Linked DNA regions of Sus scrofa: region 2 is linked to region 1. A link is a contact called in public Hi-C data. All regions are on one chromosome and are shown on one strand. Each heading gives the region's core, a stretch centred on a gene start, on an enhancer-like site or on the middle of the called end of the contact. The rest is flanking DNA. Distances are from core to core; before and after follow the strand shown.

The links. A called contact is a pair of places that touch in the nucleus more often than the background predicts.
Region 2: a Hi-C map of omental adipose tissue shows a contact between it and region 1, with 2.4 times the contacts expected there. The contact joins the promoter of LOC106509041 here to the enhancer-like site in region 1. A contact is called at or near these places in 4 of 5 promoter capture datasets (fetal liver, fetal skeletal muscle, liver and 1 more), 22 of 47 Hi-C or Micro-C datasets (adipocytes, adipose tissue, alveolar macrophages and 14 more) and 1 of 2 datasets of contacts at active chromatin or transcription factors (skeletal muscle).

The regions. Positions count from the first base shown.
Region 1 is chr1:139,219,948-139,224,194 of Sscrofa11.1, forward strand. It overlaps ASB7 (ankyrin repeat and SOCS box protein 7), which reads left to right. Exons shown (of 6, transcript XM_003121646.4): 5 at 1,993-2,598. Among named protein-coding and RNA genes, the nearest start is that of ASB7, 31 kb to the left of the region's middle. Within about 2 kb of position 2,099, at least 3 of the 83 cell types and tissues checked have an H3K27ac peak or open chromatin away from gene starts, as enhancers often do. A contact at or near this core is called in adipose tissue and omental adipose tissue, where this site is marked.
Region 2 is chr1:139,450,087-139,454,265 of Sscrofa11.1, forward strand. It overlaps LOC106509041, which reads right to left and starts at 1,529. Exons shown (of 3, transcript XM_021084942.1): 1 at 1,494-1,529; 2 at 1,032-1,438. The coding sequence starts at 1,529. ALDH1A3 (aldehyde dehydrogenase family 1 member A3) reads left to right here and starts at 994. Exons shown (of 14, transcript XM_021098574.1): 1 at 994-1,102; 2 at 1,382-1,626. The coding sequence starts at 1,528.

The DNA of each region.
Region 1 (4,247 bases), core at 849-3,348:
ATTTCACTAGCAGATTAAGAGAGAATGTCTGGAAAGCAGTTGATTGGTCATATATAGATTAGAAATGCTGTCTTGGCAAGATTTGCAGTTTCGTTTGAATAGATGTCTTTTAGATGCCATGCCTGTGTTTAATTAGTCTACTTTTAGGTAAATGTGGTATCTGAGCAGCGTCTGTCAAAATGGGAATATTAGTAGCTCATGTTTATGCCTTGCCAGTAGGTGGCAGCAGTGTGCTTTGTTTAAATGTTCTTGCCTATTTTTTTTTTTTTTTGTCACATAGTGAATATGTGCTGTATATTTTTCTTTTAGTTGAAGACCAGTGCAGATGTGATACCCTGATTTTCTTTAAGCAGATAAAATTAATATTGCTACTGTGTAATGTAAGTTTATATTAAATGATTTTAGAAATTCAACTGATACAGCTTACCTAAAAAAGTGTTAACTTTTTACAGGTTTGTTTCAACTACATCTTAATTGAAATTTGTATTCTCCACAGTTTTATTACTATTTTACATATAGTTTTATGCCTCATAGGTTTTGCTAAGAGAGCAGACTTCATAAAATTTGATTTCATAAAATGTTTTAGAACTAAGCAACACTGTACTAAATAGTCCATGAGTGTTTGATCATATAATTTTGGAGGCGTCTCATTTGTTTGTTTGTAGAACATGCATGAATTTTTTTTTTATGAACAAATGAAAAATTAAGGATGACTCTTATGAGAAGAAAGCATTTTATTGTATTTTATTTTTGTCTTTTTAGGGGTGCACCTGTGGCATATGGAGGTTCCCAGGCTAGGGGTCTAATAGGAGCTGTAGCTGCTGGCCTACACCACAGCCACAGCAACACCAGAGCCAAGCCGTGTCTGTGACCTACATCACAGCTCATGGCAACGCCGGATCCTTAACCCGATGAGCAAGGCCAGGGATCTAACCTGCAACCTCATGGTTCCTAGTAGGATTCATTTCTGCTGCACCATGATGGGAACTCCAGGAGAAAGCATTTTAATCCTAGGTAGTTAGGTCTGCCCAGTTATCTTCACATGGAATTGCTGGCCTCCAGGAAGTGACCTGCATCCTCTGAGGGTTCTTCCCCTTTTCTGCCCCTGCTCAGGAAGGCCAGTAGGATGAGTTGTGTGCAGAACTGACCCCTGGCTTCAGGAAAGATTGGGGGCAGGTGACAAAATTTCTGTGACTTGAGGAGTAACATAGCTGATAAATCATTTTTGTTTCTTTCTCTCTTTTATTTCTTTTCTTTCTTCAAGAGATCTGTCAATTTAGGAGAGAGTTTTGAAAGTGTTTTAGAAAATAATATTTATACAGTGCTGAGGTTTCTCCCAACTTTTCACACAATGTGTGCTGCTTAACTCTTACCAAGATTCTTGTAAAATGAAGAATTCAGAATAGACTTTTATCTTATGAAAACATAATTTATCAAGATCACTTAGCATATATCTTACAAGCTTTGGAATTTTTACAGACCACAGAAAAACTTTTTTTTTTTAAACTAATACAGCCTAAAACAACACAGTCTGCCAGACCGCAGTACATCCGTAATTTAGAGCAGCAGATGTTGCTACACATGCTTCTCTTTAAGACCAAGAAGAAGCACAAGAGAAAATAAAATAAAAAGTTCAAAACAGAAGAGAAGCATGAAACAGTGCAGAGATGAGGGAGTTGGGAAGCCAAGGGCAGTTGGTTCAATTAGCAAAGAGAAGGGATGTGGTGATCTGGACTCTGTTTTTTGTGTACATCTTCTAAACACTTTGTAAGTCATGTTCATCCTGTTAACCCAGCTTTGATAACTCTCTAGTAAAATTTATTTTCCATTAAAACTCTGCTTGGGTTAAGCTGAGAAGTACGTGGTATTCATTATACTGTTTCATCATTTCACATTTCGAACAAGAGTCGGCTAAGATGTGCCATCCCATGGCAGAGTTCATTGCTTTGTCACAGAGTCTGCTAATGTTTTTCCATTTGGTTCTCACTCTAGCTGATCCCACAGTGAAGGACTTAATCGGAGGCTTCACTGCTCTTCACTACGCAGCCATGCATGGCCGGGCCCGGATTGCACGCCTCATGTTGGAATCCGAATACAGGAGCGACATCATTAATGCCAAAAGCAATGATGGCTGGACCCCCCTGCATGTGGCAGCCCACTATGGTAGGGACTCATTCGTCCGACTCCTCCTGGAGTTCAAGGCTGAGGTCGACCCACTCAGTGATAAAGGCACAACACCGCTTCAGCTTGCCATTATCCGGGAGAGGTCGAGCTGTGTGAAGATCCTCCTGGACCACAATGCCAATATCGACATTCAGAACGGTTTCCTGTTGCGATACGCTGTGATCAAAAGCAATCACTCTTATTGCCGAATGTTCCTTCAAAGAGGAGCAGACACAAACTTGGGTCGCTTAGAAGATGGACAGACGCCATTACATCTGTCTGCCCTTAGGGATGACGTGCTTTGTGCGCGGATGTTATATAATTATGGAGCGGACACGAACACAAGGAACTATGAAGGACAGACCCCACTGGCTGTTTCAATAAGCATTTCTGGAAGTAGTCGACCGTGTTTGGATTTCTTACAGGAAGTCACAAGTATGTAATTTAATTATTACTATTACTACTTTTTTTTTTTTTTCAATTGCATCTTCTGAGGAGCTTAAGGTGTTTTACAACTTAAAATGGCCAGACATGAATGATTCCTGTTAGCCCTACCTGGTAAGTAAAATGAAAAGAAGGCTCCACATCACAAGATTTCATAAAAAAACAGTTGTGTTACTAGAAGTAATGAGAGTAGATAGGGTGGGGTGAGAGAAGAAATGGAGAAAAAGAAACAGGAGAATTTTTTAAATTAACAAAGATCGATGTTAGAACAAGGCACTTCCTGCTATTCATAAGCATAGTATTTCCAGGCTTTTGTGGAATTAAGATTGAGGAATTAGAAGGAGGATTTTGGATATTGGCATCCATAGCTATGAAAGTGAGCTAGAATTTGCGCTCTATGGCTAAGCTCTTGCTCATATTTTATTGTTGCTTTTCTACTTCATTACAGTGTGGGACACATGAAATGGAACAGCAGTGTTATTTACTTACATATCTGAGTAATGCAGGTTAAGGGTTGTAAGGGTTGTAGCAATTGTTGTAAGGAAAAAATTAACTATCAGTGGAAAATATAGTGCCACTGTCCCTGGCCCACACAGGACATTGTAACTGACCTGTTTTTGTGCAAACAGGCACTTTTTTTTAAGCCAGGAAGTGTCCAACCCACCATGTGTAGCGACGCGTGTGTTGTATTATTTCCCTTCTCTCCCCTTCCCATTGTGCCCAGGGCATGTGGAAGTTACCAGGCCAGGGATTGAACCTGCACCACAGCAGCAACTAGAGCCACAGCAGTTAACAATGCCTTATTCTTAACGCACTGTGCCACCAAGGAACTCCACATGTACCTTTAAAATTAGGGCAGATAGAAAAATGGATGTGACTGCCTCTTTGTGTTTGAGTTCTTCACTACATATAGAGCAGAGCCATGCACCTAGTAGGTCCTCAGGAAGTGTGGGTTGGCTGATTGCTTCCATAAAGGATAGTGGCTGAGCAGACTTGGTTGGGGTGCTTTTCAGAAATGAGGCACCATCTGTCCTTGGAAGGCTGTCCTTGGAGGTTATCCTTTGTCTTCAGATGCTGCAGTCTAATTTGTTACTTCTTGACTCTGCCATCAGTGCTGTTTTCTATCAAAAGCAGATTAAGTGCTTCTGATTCACCTGTGTATTATTTCTTAGATTTTCTTTTCTTAGTGAATAATTCTGTGCTAGGAGGACTGACTGTAGCAGATGCTCTTTGGAGCTCTGTCCTGGCTGTCTCTTAAAAACCAGAGTGAAAGAAGGTTGGGTGGTGCAGGGTGCATCAAGTCAAATCTCGGAGCGCCTCCTGGTCTCTGATGCTGCCCAGCAAACCCCGCAGCTCTCCAGGCACAGAGTGTGTGGATTTGCACCTGAGAACTCAGACCTCTGAGCTGTGAGGACAGCAGAAATGCCACTTGGTCATCTTTACCCCGGGCCTAGCAAATTATTTAAATTGGAAGAGCTCAAGATAGTCATCATCCTAGAATCTAAAAGCTACTGTGGCTTTTTAGAAAAACTGCCGTAAAAACTTTCCGTAAAAACACAGCAGGTCAAGTGGCTTAGCTTTAAAGTGGTATCTGTGGATGCTTTGTTGATCTCAAGCAGAGGGAGAAGCCTCAAAGAGCT
Region 2 (4,179 bases), core at 279-2,778, 230 kb after region 1:
AGGAAAGAGACACCATTGCTTTGGGACTCATCTATGTCATTGAGCCTGTCATTGAAGACAGACTCACTGATGTCAGTTAGCCCTAACCCTTTCAGGGGACCCATTATCCCTTTTCCCTTCCTCACCTGGGCAACCTAAGCCACAACAGCGTAGGGTTCTTTCACTCCTAAAAGGCAGGTGGTCTGATGATGGGTTTGCAAAATATCACAACTTTCTCCAGGACACCCAGAAGGGTGAAGGAGAGAAAGACAGAAACTTGTTTGAGGGTCCCCAAAACAAACAGAAGGAACCTCAGGACAGAAAGGAGTGTCCCCATTGCTTGTTGCTCCAGATTACTCACAGAAGGAAATGGACTGAGGGGCTGAGGCTTATGGGGATTAAACCACTGTTTTTGTCCTCCGGGTTCGTGCCCCACATCATTTTCCAGAAACCTGAGGGATCACATGCATGAGCAGCCGCTTCCGCGTCCCAGATAGGACCTGGGGCAAGTCCCTGGAGTTGGTGGAACGTTTGAGAGGAGCTGGAGTGCCCTTGTTTCCTTGGGAAGTTCTGAACTACCTAGGGGACAAGTGCTTCAACTCTTCAAAACAAAGCTGTGAAGATCGTATGTGCTTTCTCCTTTTCTCATTTTGTAAAAAAAAATTGAGGTATAGTGCATGCATTTAAAAACTCAGATCAAATGTATCCAAGGGCCCCGGCTTGGAGGCCTGCTGTGCGCCAGCGAAGGTTAGAAGCCCATCGGCGCTGGGACTGCACTACACGGGGCTGCACTACACGGGGCTGGAAGGGCCAGCTTTTCTTTCCTTCGCCTTCTGCCCCTCAGGTGCTGCTCAGGCCCGGGGGAGACTCCGCGCCCACCCGCCCGCTGTCCCAGCTGGGGCCGACGGCGGGGGCGGTGAGCGCCTGTCCTGCAAGCCGAGTCCTGGCGGCCGGATTCTAGGCCGAAGCACGTGGGCAGCGACGCGGGACCGCCCCGCAGGGTCCGGGATGCCGGGCCCGGCGCAGGATCCCCGGTGGGCGGGCGCGCTTACCAGGAGCGCTGCGCAGCGCGCGGACCAAAGTTGGGCGAGTGCGCAGAGCGGCGGCGGGCAGGGGGCGGCAGGTGCGGCGGAGAGACTCGCCTGACCTCGGGAAGAGAACCGGCGCTGCAGCCGCGCGCCCCCGCTCTCGGCCCCGGCCCCGGCCCGCTGTCGGAGCCAGAGACTTCCGGGGCCCGGCGACGCTTCGGGGAGCTCCTCCAAGGGCAGCCTCCCGGGCGGGAAGCGCAGCGCGGTGGCCGGGCTGGGGGTGGCCGGGCTCCTGCAGAGGCGGCAGGCGGGGTGGGGTGAGCCGGGCCGGCCCCCTCCCCTCCTACCCGCCCTTCCTTCCTCTCGTCCTGCAGCCAATTAGACGGCCCCCTCGGGCGGGAGGCGTGGGGCCTCCATAAAGCGGCGCGGAGCTGTCACCCCGAGAGCAGGCTGCGCACCGCCCAGGCCTGAACCGGCGCGGAAGACACGGGCACTTCGGGCCGGGGAGTGCAGAGAAGCCATGGCCACCACCAACGGGGCCGTGGAGAACGGGCAGCCGGACAGGAAGTCACCCGCCCTGCCGCGCCCGATCCGCAACCTGGAGGTCAAGTTCACCAAGGTGAGGTGGTCACCGGTCCCACCCGACGGCTGCCTGGCTCCCCGCTGGGCTGCCCGGCGGGGGTAGCGGGAACGCGGGACCGGTAGCCCTGCTGTTCCGCTCCGACCGTGCGGGACGGTGGGGGCAGCGCGCCCCCAGCTGAGTTTGCCCCGCGCTCCGGTGACCCGAGCCTCTCCGCCGGGCCAGGCCCTCCTGGAGCAGCGTCCAGCACTGGGCATCCAGGGCAGGAGTCCGCAGCCCGAGCGCGTCCATCGCGCACCCCGAAAGAGACTCCGCGATCTTCCGGGCTCTCGCGCGCTAGGGCTCAGCGCTTTGAGCCTCAAAGCCGCGCGAGGGAGGCTCCGCAGCGCCCGCGCGGCCCCGACGTGCTGCCGGTGCAGGGCCCTCTTTGAAGGTGAATGATGATGCGCAGCCGCCGTGACTTGGGCTTGGTGGTCTCCCCGCAGACTTTGCGGCGTGGTTTCCAGGAATGAAGGGGTCGAGCTTCCGGAGGGTCAGAGGGGGCCTGAAATCGCCAAGAGCGGGTCTGAGAGTTCTGGCTGCCTCCGGAGCTGCAACTGGAAGCGTGAATGTCAGAGGGAGCAGCGCGAGAAAATTCGGGCACCCCCTGTGCTTAGCTCTTACCAGCTTACCAGTAGAGCAGTGGCAAGTAGGAAGGTGCTCACTGATAAAACCGTACTGGAGCCCAGAGGCCCTGTCGTTGGCAGATCACGGTCTCGATCTGGGCCTGGGAAACCGCGGGTGGCAGGGCCCGTTCACGCCGCGAGATCCAGAGGTTCTCTGTCTTTTTTGCACTGCGGGCTGGGAGGCTGGAGCATCGGCAAAGCGGTGAGATCACCTGCCTGGGGCTGAAAGGAAGATGGTGAGGCCAGGAGCCCAGGGCTCCGTGGTCAGCCAGGAGCTCTTCCCATGAGAGGACACCCTGAGGCTGTTTGGCGACTGATGGGCTGGGGCTGGTGGCACTTCAGAGGCGCAGGCCAAAAGCCGCAGTTGGCTTTGCTTTCCCCAACTTTGTCTCCTTTTATTTTTGAATCTTATCCATCGCTTCCAACTCCAGCTGACACAGCACTTAGAAAATTCCTCCATCAATTTTACTTTCCAAAGTAGCAATTATGTTTCTCAAATAGTTTTAATCAAGCAGAGAAAGTAGCAGGCCACTATGTGTGGCCTTCAGATTTTGGTCTCTTGCTTGGCACTTATTGTCAGCTGGACCTCTGATCACAAGCTATTTAAATTAACTGTAATCAACAGAGACACTTGGATGAGGCTTATTTTTACTGTAGTTTCCTAAGTAGTGTCTGCTTCAGAGTGCAAATTCCAAAACAGATTCTGGGAACAGTGAAAAGAGTACCTAAATTGTTTTAGCTCTTAGCACTGCTTGTGTTCACCTGTGTGGTGGTGGCGGTATTTGGGGGTTTTTGTTTGTTTGTTCGTTTGTTTTATAGGATTTTTTAAAATGCTATAGAAACCAAAAATTACATGTATTATTTTCCTATTCCCTTTTACCTTTTTGAGTGCCATCAGAGCAATGCAGCCACCTATGGAAAGTTTCCTCTTTCTCTGCAGTTCTTTATGGCCCTTTACAAGTGCAAATGCAGCCCTGACTTAGGTGATCTTAGCAAGTGCACTGAGCGGCCAGTGTTTTTTTTGTCCTGCTGGGTGTCCACACACACTGGGTGTGCGACTCAGGTTGATGGAAGTGGGCAAAGCAGAGGGGCTGCAGAGCCAGGATCCTCTGGGGGCTCCCAGGCAAAGATGGCTGCTACAGCGGACCCCAGGTCTCTCCACCCTCCTTTCCTCCTGAGGGCCAGGCCTCTGCCTCTCTGTCTTTGCTCCAGGCCCACCTCCACAGAGGCCTCCTCCTAGCAGCTGTGGGGCCGGTGTGCTTGTGACTGAGGGTGGATAGCCCTTGAAGCAATGCTTAGGGAGACTCTGGCTGGACAGGCAGCCCATGGGGCCAAGGAAAGAAGCAGCTAAATAGAAATACAGTATCGAGGCACTGGGCCCTGGAGTGTGTGAGCTGGGATGGTCTGTTATTTTTCAAACCTGATTCACGGTGCTTCTTGCTCATGGAGGACATCCTGGAAATGGTGGGTCTGAGCCCTGGCCTTGGCGGGTGCCATTTCCCAGAGTAAGTCCAGTCTTTAGCAGGATGGCGCTCCTTTGTTTGTTCTCATGTTTTAACACCGCGCTCTGCTCTGGGATTCTCATGAGGGGAGGGTCCTCCCAAAAAAATTCCCCACAGACCTCAGAGGGTCACAGCCTCTTTCACTTCAGAAGGCTCCTTTCTTTCCTTAGCATTTCTTCCAGTAGCCGGGAGACTCCTTAAGATTTTCTGGCCCGTTAAAACACTGGTTTTATTATCTCTTTTATGAAAAATAAAATTCCCTCAAATCCCCTTTCCTGAAAAGATACTCCTTTTGAGTCTAGCTGAGGCCCAATAGAAGTTGCTGTAAAATGGCGTCAGCAGAACCCACTTGGGCGACCACCATCTTCGCCTCTGCGGGGGTACCCACCCCCTCACAATAGCTGTGGTTTTTCCAGCCCAGTCAG